2 separate regions of the Zea mays genome follow, and region 1 is linked to region 2. A link is a contact called in public Hi-C data. All regions are on one chromosome and are shown on one strand. Each heading gives the region's core, a stretch centred on a gene start, on an enhancer-like site or on the middle of the called end of the contact. The rest is flanking DNA. Distances are from core to core; before and after follow the strand shown. Region 1 holds the start of LOC100272579. Region 2 holds the start of LOC100191259.

The links. Hi-C and Micro-C count contacts between places; a contact is called where the count stands out from the background.
Region 1: a Hi-C map of tassel shows a contact between it and region 2, with 3 times the contacts expected there. The contact joins the promoter of LOC100272579 here to the promoter of LOC100191259 in region 2. A contact is called at or near these places in 3 of 25 Hi-C or Micro-C datasets (bundle sheath, ear and tassel).

What each region holds. Positions count from the first base shown.
Region 1 is chr9:102,549,401-102,552,100 of Zm-B73-REFERENCE-NAM-5.0, reverse strand. It overlaps LOC100272579, which reads right to left and starts at 1,372. Exons shown (of 4, transcript NM_001328195.1): 1 at 735-1,372. The coding sequence starts at 1,294.
Region 2 is chr9:102,017,374-102,020,271 of Zm-B73-REFERENCE-NAM-5.0, reverse strand. It overlaps LOC100191259, which reads right to left and starts at 1,256. Exons shown (of 3, transcript NM_001136693.1): 1 at 670-1,256. The coding sequence starts at 1,092.

The sequences.
Region 1 (2,700 bases), core at 123-2,622, 530 kb before region 2:
CAGCAACGTCCTCTAAACGGTCCTCTAAATTTAGAGAACGCTGCTGGATCCTCTATATGTAGAGTTTCTCTAAACGGTTCTCTATCTATTTGAATACTTTAAACAACCGGTTTAATAAAACTAAAATATGTACAATACATTTGAGAGTATGACAAATACGTATGTACAAAAATTAAAAAATTAAAAATGTGTTTAATATAGGTATTTACATATAGAGGACGTGATTTAGAGGACGTTGTTGGAGAGAAAGTAGATATAGGAGATGGAATCTTTTAGAGAAGACTGTAAAGGACGGATATAGAGGATGTATATAGAGGACGTTGCTGGAGACAGTCTTAAGGTGAACTGAGTTGGCCTTGAGCTCAGCTGGTCGCACCCTTGCTAGAGTTTGTCGGACAGTCAGCTGGGGTTCAGTTCAAACCCTGGTCTCCTTTGCTTCCAAGCGAAGCAGGGTGCTAATCTAGCCTCTGCCATTCACTTGAATGATTTCGATTGAGCATAATGACTAGCAGCTTATCATAACAACATAAAATCCTAGCCTATAGAAGGTCATTGCACCATTATCTTGAGTGCGGCAATATGGTCTGCATTGTTTATTTGCGACTAATGGTTGGTATTATTAATGCTGAGGAACTAATCAAGAAATCTAGAGGAACTAGAGACCAAAACGCCTCTATTGAGCAGATTATGAGCCAAATTTAAATGCAGCGAAATGGGATTAATTAGGGACACACCTCGTCTCGTACTCGGGCGGTGGTGTCCATTCATCATCGTCTTCGGAGTTCTCGTCGGAACCCGCGGTTCCCTTGCCACTATCGAGATCGGCGAGCGTCCTCACATTCCCCCGCGCCTTGGCACTGCTACCGCTCCCACCCCGCGCGTCGTGGGTTCTCTTCAGCCTCTTGAAAGGCCTCCTCCTCTCCTCTTCCTCCGCGGCCTCAGCCGCGAGCGCAGCGTCCTCATCATCGCTGCCGTCGCCATCGACGTAGTCCTCATCATCCTCGTCGTCGTCGCCGCCACCGCCACCGCCGACCACGCAATCCTCATCCTCGGTATCCTCCCCGCCTCCGGCTGGTGCAGCTGGTGGTGGGGGCACTGGATCGGCCGCGACGGCGTCGGCTTCACCGTCCACGGAGTCGTAGTAGGAGCGAACGGCGGATTCGAGGGCCCAGTTGTGGCTCTCGAGATAGAAGGCCGCCTCCTGGGGGGTCGCGGAGGTCACGCCGCAGAAGGACTCCACCAGCGATTGCGCGGCCGCTGCCGTCGGCGCGCGGCCTGCGTCCCCGGCGGCCATCTCGTCTGCGGCGGCCGCGTATCGAGATGGTCTGCCGGCTGGGGCCGGGGTTGGGGGCTGCCTTGGCCGTCTGGTTTTCCCTTTTCCTTTTCATTGGTGCCCTTTTATTTTGACCTCCGTCCGGGCCGTGGGGATTAGGCCGTGGCTTGCGGAAGGGCTGGTTGTGCACAATATCCAAATGCAGGGTTTCGGGCGAAATGGTTGGCCTCCAAAGGTTGAGAGTTTTTGATAACCTGAGCTGGATCTGTTGGGTTACGGCCCATGACTTTGAAACACGGAAGAGTACAGCCCATGACACCAAGGGTGTTTGATTGCTTTAGTCATCCTCCTAAATTCTATGGATTAGTCACTAGAATTTTAATTGAAACTATCATTTAATTATATTGTTTGGTAGTTTTGGAACTAAAAATAACTATTAAAATTTAGGAGGTGGTAATCAAATAACTCTTTACTGCTCTTGCAGTTTTTTTTTGGCTGCCCGTATGGTACATGCAGTGGCCAAACTATCGAGATGTACTAGAGCGACGTTTGATTATATGGGCCATTGCATGGTTGCTCTTAGGAGGGATACGATCAGATGGGACAGATATTATTCATTCTATATTTATTTTTCATATTTTTTTCGAATTTGAATCATATATGTATATTGTCAAGTTGTGTCAGATAAGATTTAATTGAATATCGACATCTTAAATATTCAACTTTAAAAATACGGATACGGATAAAGATCAAATGCGGATCGAATACCGAGTACCAGAGTTTAGATACGGATCGGATCTCAAATCTTTTAAACGGAACAAATTCGAATAAGGACGAATAATATATGTACCATTTACGCCTCTACTCCTGAGGATGTCGTTTTTTACCTCTGTTTTTTAAAAGCTCGAATGTATGCTCCTCTTTCTAGAAACAAACAACCAGTTTCCCGCTATTCCAACTCTGTTTTTACTTCTGTTTTCTAAATAAAACTTACATGTATGCTCCGCTTTCTACAAATAAACAATCAGTTTACCCTATTCCGTTATCAGCACTTAACAGTGTCAACTCAGTCTAAAAAAAGACGTTTATACTCTTACACCATTGTTCTTCCTTAAATTAATTGTTTATAAATTTGCTTTCATTTTAGAATATAACTATAACATAAATTTGTCCATAAATTTTAAAAACAAACATTTTAACTTTGAATAATTAAACATGAGATAAATTAAATTTAATATTGCATTTTGAAAACTGAAAACATTTTAGTTATATATTTGAAAATATTTGAATTTTAATATATTTTCAAAAATAGAATTAAATGTTGTCATTTTGTCAAAATTTAATGTAAAATTCATTTTTATTAATTTCGAAATATTTAAATTTCAAAGTTATTAAAATATTGATTTTCAAAATGTATGGTTAGATTT
Region 2 (2,898 bases), core at 7-2,506:
TGAACAGAACAGAACACAACCCAGCGGCCAGCGAAGATGGCAACACTGCAGATTAGGTCGCTACAGGTCTGCTAACCAACCGTGCTACGCTGGAGTTCATGACGGGTGGCGCCGTGGCGGCCTGGTGAAAGCACTGCCTGCCTGCAACCATTCGAATCCGACGCACTAAAATCTAAATGCGGAGGTCACCATGCCTTAAACACTGGCCGTAGCGTCCATCGGCCATCCGTAAGGCTCAGGCCGAGCGCCTTCAATTCCGGGAGCTCCAGCTGCAGGGGACCACTGGAGATTTTCTCTGCCGCCTCGACGTCGTCGTCGCGGAAGGCCGGAACGAGCTGACGAAAGGGAAGCTTAACTACTCCGAGCTGCTGTTTGCAGCCCTGCAGGCCTCATGGAATCTTCTCCCTGGCAACTCTTCCTGCCATCTTGGCCTTCTTGCCATGAAATGGTTTTGCTATCTTGAGGTGTGCCGCCAAGCGGATGCATGCACACGGCACACCTCTGGTCTCCCCCTTTGCAGCGCTTTTGCAGCCGTGCAGTGCGCAGGGATATCCGGTCTCTCGACCGAAATGGCAAGGTTGTTTTTTTTTAAAAAAAAACTTTTGGTTAACCATGGCAATTGTGAGTTGCGGCTATGCGAGTGCGGGGTAGCTAGGTCGCGTTGCGTACCAGGACGCCGGCGGTCTTGTTGTCGAGGCCGGTGCCTGCGGAGGCGAAGCAGACGCCGCGGGCGAAGTCCTGGATGCCGTAGGCGGGGTCGAGGTAGGCCGGGACCAGCGGCGGCAGGCCGAGCGCCTCGGAGATGAAGTCCGGCGGCAGGCGCCCGTTGCAGAACCGCCCCGTGGGCTGGGCCCCGCCGGCCATGTCGCGCCCGTACGGCGGGAAGTTGCTCTTCAGGATGGTCCCGATCGCGTTGTTGTTGCCCGTGTCCACCGTCGAGTCCCCGAACACGATCACCGCCGGCACCTTCGGGGTTGGCGCCGATGGACCGGCGCCGGCACCGGTGCAGCCGCAGCAGGACAGGGCGAGCAGGAGGAGCGCCGCCGCCTTCTGCAGCACGCTGGCCCGGCGATGGCCGCGCGGGGACGCCATTGCGGCGGAGCAGCGGAGGAGGCTTGTTTCCTGCCCGCCTGGGGTGCTTGTGCTGGTACGGTTGCAAACCGCGCACGGCTGTGCTCTGCAGACTGCAGCTGCGGCCTGCGGGCGCTGTGTCTAGTGACTGGTGGTGCTCATTAAATAGAGGGCCAAGCGGCGGTTCACGTTTGGTCCTTCCCCGCCGGGCTGACGAGCGCACACTACAAACAAAACCCCAGTGGGGCTTTCAAATTTAGGGCTACTATGGGACCCATATTTTCAAAGTATTTTTATTTTTTTAAATGAAAATTATTTTATTTTTCCTTGGAGAAATAGAAATCTCTTTAGCAAATGAACTTTCCAAACTAGCACTTACGTGAAAAAAATTAGTGGGGCTTTAACATGTATGTGAGGCCTCCTGAACCGGTTTTGGCTTTGGCTCCAACAGTAACCTGACAAAAAATAGCTCTAGACTAAGAGTACTCAAGAGTTGGAGCCACTTTTGGAAGAGATAACCTGACAAAAAATAGCTCTAGACTAAGAGTACTCAAGAGTCGGAGCCACTTTTGGAAGAGAAGCCAGAGTAAAAAAACGTCTCGGCTCCTCCCCACTCCTAGTCTTGCCTCTGTCCCGCTTCCTCTCTCTGCCCCACGCCCTGCCCGAATCCTGCACCCCACTTCCGATATAGTCAGCCCGCTCTCGACATTGCCTCCCCGCCCAGCGCCCGTCGTTGTGGTCCTGCGCCAGCCTTCAACGTCGTATGCTCGCTTGCCCGCCTCCTTGTCTTTATCGGCCTGTGACCGACATTGCTGGCCCAAGCTCAACGTCACCAACCCACGCTTGTCATTGCCTCCCCTCCCAGCGCCCGCCTCTATCACCACCGCAAGTCAGGCTATGGTCATCATTTTTATAATTTTATCGTGGTCATGAATAATTTACGCATTAATTGTCTATACACGCATCAGGTGTTCGTATAAATGGCTATATATGGGCACTATAGACTGTTGGGGGCCTTCTCTGGCCAAAGGTCCTCAAAACATTAAGTTGTCAATTATCTCTAAGTCTATTTCAGGTGTTCCAAATGAATAAGGAAGGCCACCTTCATTTCAAACCTTCATCTCGACAACATAGGTGAAGGGGAAGATAAGAGCTTCGGCTTCATGGTCTGGACTCGAAGCAAGTGGCCTGAATACGAAGAAGGAACCCACCATCACACGTGAAATCGTTTCGGGAATAAATGACGATGCTACCCATAGCAGTTTCTGTAGCTATATATAGGGTTCAAGGTTATAGTTTTAGATTCATATAGAGTTGTATGCCAGGTTGTCCTTATAAATAGATAAACATTGCACGTGCACAGGTCGAGGATTCACGTACTCTTGTGACACCAATCGATTCTACGTCTGAATTTGTATTTACTCATACCTTTGGATCTCTATCTATTGTTAAAGGTATAACTGTATTCATTTGTAACAAGGAATATTTAATACAAGAAACTTGACAGTAATGATTTTCCTTGATTATATTACCTCATCTATTTCTTTTAAAATTATAATTATAATATTCTTCCCCCTTCAATCTTTTTCTCAATCGGAGATAGATTGAAGGGAGGAAGGTCCCATGTTTTTTTATTACGTTGCCTTGTCTTGATCTGCCTCAGGAATCAAAACAAGTGACCAACATTGGTGCCCACCTCCGATGAATTCACGATCTCGACGAAGAGCATGGCAAGTTTTGGCACTTTGTCACGAACTTCAAGGTAGCTTATCCTCCTGATCATGGGAGGATCAAGATTTGAGCCCAACAACAAAAATAGAAGAGAGA